2 separate regions of the Sus scrofa genome follow, and region 1 is linked to region 2. A link is a contact called in public HiChIP or PLAC-seq data. All regions are on one chromosome and are shown on one strand. Each heading gives the region's core, a stretch centred on a gene start, on an enhancer-like site or on the middle of the called end of the contact. The rest is flanking DNA. Distances are from core to core; before and after follow the strand shown. Region 1 holds the start of C6H19orf68. Region 2 holds the start of DHX34 (probable ATP-dependent RNA helicase DHX34).

Region 1 (4,944 bases), core at 8-2,507, 530 kb after region 2:
CCCTGCCAAGTGCCCAACCCGTTACCCTTGAAGCTCTCCAAGACTTCTCTCTTCCCTCCTCAGGCCTCTCGGGCCCTCAGGCAATGATAAGCCATTGGGCAATGATAAGTTCAGACCTTTCAGCTACTCTCCCCTGAGCCCCACTCCCTCCCACGCCTTGGCCGCCTCCTTGCAGGGCCCTCCAGAAAGTTCCTGACCTTTCATAAGGCCTTAGCCCATTAGGCCTTTGCCTCAGTCTTACCATTGACTTCCCCCTGACCCCACCCATCTACCTGGGTTCAGCCTTTAAAGCTGGCCCCGTCCTTTTTTTGTTTGCTTTTTTTTTTTTTAGGGCCGCCCCCACGGCATATGGAGGTTCCCATATGCTAGGGATCTAACTGACGCTGCCGGCCTATGCTACAGCCGAGCCACCGAGCCGCGTCTGCGACGCCAGGGATCGAACCCGCAACTCCATGGTTCCTAGCCGGATTCGTTTCCGCGACGGAAACTCCTCTTCCAACATTTTCATTAAACTTTTCCCTAGCCCCACCCCTTCCAGGTGGGCCCGCCTCCCCCGGCCCCGCCCCGCAAGTCCAACTTCCAGATGACCCCGCCCACCAACAGCCTTTCCCCGCCCCCATCCCTCTATAGACACGCCCTTCCATGTGGTCCCGCCCCTCCAGGCCTCTCCTCAGAGCCAGTTCAGTCCAGGGGCTCCAGGCCTCACCTACATTCTACCTGCCCCTGAGCCTCCGACAGATGCTGCCCCGCCCCCTCGAGCGGCCCATTGCCCGCTCTCTCCCCTCCACAGCGCGCTCCTGGCCGCCTCAGCGTCTCCCCACGTCCGCTCCTCTGCAGCTGACCGACGCTGCGAAGGCATGAACTCTGAGTTTACTACACGCGCGCCATTCCCCAGCCCTGAAGCCCCGCACGGACGACTCCACTTGCCTCTCTCCGGGCCAGACACCGCTGGCCAGAGCGTCACACCCGGAACCGCAGGGCGCTACACTGCAGTACCAAATTCGCGCCACGGAGTTCGCGCGCAGACTTCTACGGCCGGGGGCGGGGCCGAGCTGAGGGGCGGAGCCCGGAGGACGGCCGCGCCGCCGTCGCGCAGAGGGTCCTGGGAGTTGTAGTTTCTTGGCCGCGAGACCGCAAGAAAGGGGGTGAAGTGGGGCGAGCCCTCCCGCAGAGCACGCTGGGAAACGGCCCCGAGCCTCCTCTTGTACTGAATGAGTGGGTGCGGCTGCGGGTCCAAGGAGTGACCGCCAAGAAAAGGGAGCTTCGGTGGAAGCTGCTTCGCGAGGCACGGCGGGAAGAGAGGCGGGAGGCCGCGCGGGGCATCCCGGGAGCAAGGGCCGGGCCGGGCCTCGGCGCGGGGCATTGTGGGAGGTGGACGCCGCTCCGGGGCGGGTAGGTGATTGGGGAGGGGCGGGAAGGGTGCACATCTGGGGGAGGGGAGAGGCACAGCTGGGTGGGACAGCCTGGATGGGAGGTGCCGAGGCGGGCGGGGCTGGGAGGGATTGGGGAGACAGGAGCCAGCTGGGAGGGGCTGCCCAAGGGGGGGAGGCGAAGCTGGACGTGGGGGAGCATCTGGGGTGATAAAGCCCATCTAAGGACGACGGACCATGTCTAGGATGAGGACCCATATTTGGGGAGGACGGGAACTGTAGATGAGAGGAGGGGGCCACAACTGGACTGGGCGGTATATCTGGGCAGGAAGAGACCACAGATGAATATTGGTGACACTTCTGAGAATTGGCCACAAGTGAATGGGGCACACACCTGTAGGCAGAGGGTCCATACTAGATGTGGGGAGGACGTCTGGATACGGGGGCACCTCCACAGCTGGATATGGCAACCCATAGGGGTCCCATCCAGGAGAGGGGCAATAGCTGCCTAGAATCTGAGACACATCTGGGGAGGAGGGAGCCACAGATGCATGAAGAATACGACTAGCAGAGTTCTTGTTGTGGCTCAGCGGTTAACGAACCCGACTAGGAACCATGAGGCCGTGGGTTCGATCCCTGCCTTGCTCAACGGATTAAGGATCCCGCGTTGCTGTGAGCTGTGGTGTAAGTCGCAGAAGAGGCTTGGATCCCGTGTTGCTGTGGCGTAGGCCGGTGGCTACAGCTCGGATTGGACCCCTAGCCTGGGAACCTCCATATGCCACCAGTGCGGCCATTAAAAAACAAAAGAAAAGAAAAAGAGTATGACTGGGGACAAGGAACCCATAACTGAATGGGCAGAGCACATCTGGAGATGGAACATTTTTAGAGGGGGGACAAGCTGGATGTGGCTTACAGCCCAAGTGTAGGCACATGGGGCGGGGGAGGGTATTTCTATGGAAATGGAGGCACTAGAGGCTGCCGCCAAATGTGGGAGGCATATCTGGAAGGCGAGGAGATCCTACCTGGAAGCTGAGAACACATTTGAGGAGGCGTCCGCGACTGAGTTTAAGGACGCCTATTTTGGGAGAGGGACCTTAATTGTACGGGGGTGGGGGTGGGGGTCACACCCGTGGAGAAGGGGACCGGCGTTGGAGTTAGGATCAGGATGAAAGGTTCCAGTTGTCCCAAGAATAAAACACGCGGTGGGAGGAAGCCAGAGATGGGGTGGAGGTTCATGTCTAGAGATTAACGGGACTATCCCGCCCCAGGCCCCACCTGGATTGAGGAATCAGCCCTGAAGAGCAGGCGCAGAGTGGAGGAAGAGGGCCCCCTCGGGTGGGGATGGATCTGATCTCCACGTGTCCTCCCTGCCCCTCCCACTCAGGCACCCCAGGATGGAGCCCCCTCCCGGCACGGTGGCGGGGCAGGAGGAGCAGGAGCTGCGGGAGAGGGCCTTCTTCTCCTGGGCCGAGTTCAGCCGCTTCTTCGACGCCTGGTGCCAGCAGCGGCTGGCGCTCTTCTTCGTCAAGAGCTCCATGCACCTGGCGCGCTGCCGCTGGGCCAGCGCGCCCCCGCTCTACACGCTCATCGACGTGCTCAAGTACAGCTACGTGCGGCTGGTGTGCAAGGACGTGCGCGCGCCCAGCCGGCCCGCCGTGGGGTGCGTGAGCTGAGCCGCCTGCCCTGCGGGGTGCTGGGGGGAGGGGCCGCCAGGGGAAGGGGGAGGCGCCGAGCCCCCCACCCCGAGACTAGGAGGGCAGCGATTCCAACGAAAGCCCCTAAACACACGGTGAAGAGAGGCCAGGGGAGTCAGGAGGGAAGCTTCCTGAGACAGAGACAGCCGGTTCCCAGAGGGACAAAGGCGCACACCTTTAGCGGGTGGGCTCCAGTTACAGACTTTATAATAAAGAGCCACGCAGAGGCAGAGAGCCAGATGGACACACACACACACACACACACACACACACACACACACACACGACATAAAGAAAATTCCAGAAACATGGAGACTTAGTGCCAAAGACACCAAACAGCCAGGAGAAACAGATGAGAGCCAGATTTTGGACACCTACAGAGAGATTAGAGTCTGGGCTGCAGAGAAAACCACAGGATAAAGATAGAAAAAAAATCCATCCATTCAGGAGATACAAGGCCAGGTCCCATGCTGGGAGCTAGGGATCTTTCACTTGGGGGCGGTGTGGGGTTTAGCAAGGCAAATTCCTCGCTCTTCTAGAACTTTCTTACTGGACGGAAGACTGACATTCCGTGAACAAACTCAAGGGTAGTTCCCTCCAAGTGTAATGCCACAAGCAGCTTGAGAAATCCAAGAGGGCTAGGAAAGGTCTCCGGGTGGCCGGGGGTGTTTTAACTGACCCCAGTTTTAAACCCCGAACATTCCCATGCAGTGTGGGGTTTCCAAGGACAGACGCTGAGACTGAGTCCCCGTGGGACTGAGCCTTGGCGCTCAGGTTTGCCACCCCCCCCAGTCCCTTCCACCTCCGCCTTCACCACTTCCTTGTTTGGCCTGTCAGGACCCTGACTGCGTGTGAGTTGGCGACCCTTGGATGGGGCTGTAGACAGAGGGAAGTGCTTAAGAACAGAGGCTCTGGGAGGTCCCATCGTGGCGCAGGTTTGATCCCTGGCCTCCCTCAGTGGGTTAAGGATTGGGCATTGCCCTGAGCTGTGGTGTAGATCGCAGATGTGGTGAATATGGCTGTGGCTGTGGTGTAGGCCAGCGGCTACAGCTCAGATTAGACCCCTAGCCTGGGAACCTCCATGTGCCGTGGGAACAGCCCTAAAAAGCAAAAAAAAAAAAAGACAGAGACTCTGCCTGCAGACTGCTTAAGATCCGCTCCACCACTTCCTGGGTGGGGTTTGAGGCCACGGACCGCCCATCTCTCAGGCTCGGTTTCCTCCTCTCTGCAAGAGGGTTACCGCAGTACCTGCCTTGCGGGCTTGTTGTGAGTTTATTGTGAGGCTGCGTGCAGGGAGGCGCTACCCCTGCCTGGGACCCAGGGCGGCTGCGTCCGTCCGTGACAGCCTTTCCAGAGCCAAGAGCACAGCCCGGGGGGGGCGGCAGCCTGGATACCAACCAGGACCCCAGCACTGATCCATCCTTGACGTTGAATTAGGGCCGTCCCCTTTCCAGGCATCAGCTTCCTCCCTGGGAAGATGGGAGAAGTAACGGTATGGATCGCTGGAGTTTGTTGAGGAGTAAATGAGCCAAGACAGGCACATGCTTCAGGGGGGCCCAGGTGAGCACTCGCGAGCGGCCATTCTCACTCACCGTTACTTAAACGTTTAATGTGAGAATTCAGATTCTCCATAGCTTATGCACTGCTTGTTCTAGAAACAGACTTGGCGATCCCGAAGCAGAACAGCATCAAACACCCAGAGAAGCCCGGATCCCTAGAACATCCGAGCTTGCCGGAAGCTTAGGCCCAATCTGGAAGCACTATTTGTTAGCAGAAGCCGATTCAAAGCAACAGACACTTATGGAGCCCCTACGGTGTATATGGGAACCCAGAACGTAGGGCCTATGGAGCAGTGGTCCCTGCGCTTGAGGGGTTCAGGA
Region 2 (4,332 bases), core at 1,346-3,845:
CTGCGGTGTAGGCCAGCAACTACAGCTCTGATTAGACCCCCTAGTCTGGGAACTTCCATATGCCGTGGGTGCAGCCCTCAAAAGACAAAGATAAATACATATATACATACCCTAAGTAAAATATCTAAAATGAATAATCTTACTTTTTGTTTATTGTAACATCCCCTTTTCGTTCTAAGGTTGCTCTTTCGTTTTTGCTTGTTTTTAGCCTGGATATGTCATTTTCCTCAAGTTTGCAAAGATCTAGGTCTTAATGGTTTTTCCAAGAACTAGTTTCAAGTTTGTTACTCAATCTTAATGTGGGTGGTTTGTTATTTTCTTCCTGATTTCGTATTCGTTGTTTACTTCCTCCCATTTTCCTTTTTTAAAAAGTTGTATTTCTCTTTTGTAAATTTTAACCAAGGTTAGTCAGTTTCTTCCCTTTCTTTGGATTACAACACCTGGATTGGCCTATGTTCAAAGAGTTTCTCAAAGGTTTGAAAATTACATGCAATTCACATGCGACCTCCCAATTCAATGTATGAAAAGGTAACTCAACAGTGCTGAAGACAGGACTCTGGACTCTCTCTTAGCCCTCCTCCTGCATCTTCGCCATCTCAACTGATGGCAACTCCCTATTTCCAGGCACTCCCGCCAAGATCTTTGGGGTCATCCTTGCCACCTCTCTTTCTCTCATATGCCAAACCCAATGTGTCAGCCAATCCCTGCAGGTTCTGCCTTAAAACATCCATCTTCTCTGCCATCATCCTGGCCCAGCTGCCTATTGCAGCTCTCACCTATTGCAGCAGCCTCCTCCCCGGTCCCCTTTTTCTCATCTCGAATCCCATATTCGTTCCCTACTTGGGAGCCAGAGGACTCTGTTAAAATCTAAAGTCCATGGAACTCCGCCCGTGGGTCCCAGTTCACTCAGAGTAGAAACCAAAGCTCTTGCTTTGGTGTGTATGATTTCTGCCCCTCCTTTTCCCCACCTCTTTCCCCACTACTCACCCATCCTTCATCCAGACGCACAAGCCAGCAGGCCCTTGAACCCTTGAAGGTTTTTTATGTGGGGGGGGGACAGGGTGCTGTGTGTGAGCAGCATTTGGAAGTTCCCCGGCCAGGGAATGAAGCCGAGCCACAGCAGGGACAAGGCAAAATCCTTAATCACTATACCACCAGGGAACTCCCCGAACCCCCCAAGTTTGTAGTCATTTTGGTGGGAAAGACAGATTAAAAGAAATAGGATGTCAAGCAGAACTGCATTCTTTATGGAGAGAAACAAAGCAGGAAAGGGCTAAGGAGTGATTCTATTTAAAGTAGTGTAGTCAGGAGTTCCCATAGTGGCTCAGCAGAAATGAATCCGGACTAGGAACCATGAGGTTTTGGGTTCGATCCCTGGCTTCGCTCAGTGGGTTAAGGATCCTACATTACCATGAGGTCGCAGACTTGGATCCCGCGTTGTTGTGGCTGTGGTATAGGCGGGTAGCTGCAGCTCCGACCAGACTCCTAGCCTGGGAACCTCCATATGCCACAGGTGCAACCCTAAAAAGCAAAGAACCCCCCCAAAAAAAAGTAGCATAGTCAGAGAAGACATCTCCCAGAAAGTAACATTTGAGCAGAAAGCTGAAAACTGTGGGGCTGCAAGCCATGATAGTCCCTGGGGAGAACATTCTCCGTAGAGGAACCAGTAAACGCAAAGATGACCTCAAGCTAGTGAGGGAGAATATTAACTCAGGTTGTCAGTGTAGGAGCCTGGGCTTCCATGCATTCTTTGATATGGCCTTTGATTAACATTTGTGGCCTAAGGGCTCCAGGGAGTAACATCCCACAGGCCTTGTTTACTACAAGGAGTGTACCTACGCCCAGGTGGATTTTAATCCCTAATCCCCTGTGACTCGGGTTACGGGAAGAAAAGGTCAAAGAAACAATGACATTTATGGGACATTTCCACCCCTAAGGCCCTATTGGACAGGGACTGATATAGGTAATTGAACAAGGCCACTGGGAGAAAGCGACATCTTTCCGGACCCCAGGTTGGTACCCCCCCATCTTTAAGGGATAAAAACCCCTATAGGACAACAGAGAAAGGGGGCTCTTCTCCCCCACTCCCAGCAGCCTGGGAGCTATCTGCTTTCCTTTAATAAACACTTTGCTTGCTTGCTGCGTTTGTGTTCGCGGAGTTCATTCTTCAACTGGATGAACAAGAAGCCAGATTCCTGTATTATCTTTCAGGTATCACTAGGACCTCCAAGACGGAAATCCGGATAGTCAGGTTGTATCACTTATTAGTGACTTCATAGGGTGAATTGTACATTAACAGAATTACGCACTAATAATTACGAACTATAATAAAGAAAACACTCATGGGAGTGTTTCAATAGTGTTTGGGCTCCAGCCAGCTTCCCAGCTGGGCTAAATACCCGGACCTCCGACTGGTCCGGGAGGGCAAGAGGCTCTTCAGGCGAAAGGCAAAGCAAACCACCGTGCTGCCTTTCCCCGCCCCAAGACGCTACAGCTTCCTCCCAGGCTCCGCCGGAAGGGAGGCCGGGCCTGAGAGCGCCGGACGCAGGCGCAGACGGATTACTGGAAGCTGCCCACTGGGTCCTCCCTCTGCGGCGGGGCGGGGCTGGGCTGTGAGGGTGGCGTGCGCAGGCGCAGAACCGGCTTCGGGCGCGTGCAGGGCAGTGGGCGGGAAGTTGAGCAGATCGCTGTGGTTAGTGAGGTGAGCGGTCGAGCGGCTGCGCTGGGTGTTGGTGGTGGCGCCGGGAGTTGGGCTGCGTCCCGGGACAGCTTGGGAACGATGGGAGGGGTAGAGAGAAATCCCGAGATGAGGACATGTGCCCGAGGAGGCCGAACGGCGGGGAGAAGTGGACCGAGATGGAGCCTGAGCGTTCCCTGGGGGTCGGGGAGGCTGAAAGGAGTAGTGTGAGCGGGGCTTAAGTCCTGGGAAAGGAGACGCTAAGGCTTTTTACCAGGAAGCAGCGTTTATTCGTGCAGGCACTGGCTTGGTGGATTAGTATCCAGAGGCTGAGCCCCGAACGGCGCTGCCTTACATACCCCGCTTGTTTTTCCGCTACGTCTAAGTTTCTTTGTCCCTCTTATCAGGAATACTCTTAAGTTTTAGGCGGACAACTGTAGATGCGCTTGCGCTCAGGGATATAGAAGTACGCATGCGTGTCAGATGGAGGCGGTGCAGCACGGCTTCTTCCCTTTGATCTGGGAGGGCACGGCCCCCTCCCGCTACAGTAGAGGCACGAAAAGAATCTTCGACGCATTGAGGGAGCCAAAGCCAGGAAGGTTGAGAGCTGAAAACTAGCGAGGTCCAGAGCAAGAGGCTGGTGGGTCCCAACGAGAGAGGTTCACAGGGACTGCGAGAGGAGTTCCCGTCGTGTCTCTGGTTAAGGAATACGACTAGGAGCCATGAGGTCGTGGGGTTCTATCCCTGGCCTCGCTCAGTGGGTTAAGGATCTGGCATTGCCGTGAGCTGTGGCGTAGGTCATAAACGCGGCTTGGATCTGTTGTGGCTGTGGCGTAGGCCGGGGACTACAGCTCCGATTAGACCCCTAGCCTAGGAGCCTCCATATGCCGCGGGAAGCGGCCCTAGAAAAGGCAAAAAGAAAAAAAAAAAAAAAAGACCAAAAGAAATAGAGGGGAATTTCTGTAGTGACTCAGCGGTAACGAACCCCACTAGTGCCCATGAGGATGTGGGTGCAGTCTCTGGCCTCGTTCAGTGGGTTAAGGATCTGGAGTTGCTGTGGCTGTGGTGTAGGCCAGCAGCTGCAGCTGTGACTTGACCCCTAGCCTGGGAACTTCCATATGCCGAGGGCGCGGCTCTAAAAAGACCAAAAAAAAAAAAAAAAAAGGAAATAGACCCAATAGGATGACAGGTTAATGAAGGAAATAGAGACGAATCAGGAGAGGCCACTGGGTAATAGAAAGATGGAGCCGGTGAAATAGGGAGAACCTGGCAAGAGCTGACAGAGGGATTGAAAAGAGGCAGCTGAGGGATCTGGGAAAGAAAGCAAGAGATGAGCATGGAGGAAGATAGGTGGGAAACGGGAGATACAGCCAGACGAATGAAGAGATTAATTCTGAGGATGCAGAGAGCAAGTAGAACCAAGAAGACAGTGTCAGATTGAAAAATGGAGAATTACACTGAAAATTGGAGATAGGAAAATGAAGCCTGAATCCTCAGATTGGAATTGGTCATCTGCCGCTTACCACTTAATGAAACGCTCTCTGGCTCAGATAATGTTAATAGCACCTTCTTTGGGTTGTGAGAAAGGTGTATATATAGACTGTGTGTGTGTGTGTGTGTGTGTGTGTGTGCATATGCATATAAATACATGAGTG

The links. HiChIP or PLAC-seq counts read pairs in DNA pulled down with a chosen protein or histone mark.
Region 1: a contact with region 2 is called in an H3K27ac HiChIP or PLAC-seq map of alveolar macrophages. The contact joins the promoter of C6H19orf68 here to the promoter of DHX34 in region 2. A contact is called at or near these places in 1 of 5 promoter capture datasets (fetal skeletal muscle) and 1 of 2 datasets of contacts at active chromatin or transcription factors (alveolar macrophages).

The regions. Positions count from the first base shown.
Region 1 is chr6:53,658,965-53,663,908 of Sscrofa11.1, forward strand. C6H19orf68 reads left to right here and starts at 1,258. Exons shown (of 4, transcript XM_005664646.3): 1 at 1,258-1,392; 2 at 2,755-3,030. The coding sequence starts at 2,765. LIG1 (DNA ligase 1) reads right to left here and starts at 1,056. Exons shown (of 28, transcript XM_021094649.1): 1 at 928-1,056.
Region 2 is chr6:53,128,598-53,132,929 of Sscrofa11.1, forward strand. DHX34 (probable ATP-dependent RNA helicase DHX34) reads left to right here and starts at 2,596. Exons shown (of 18, transcript XM_003127246.5): 1 at 2,596-2,701.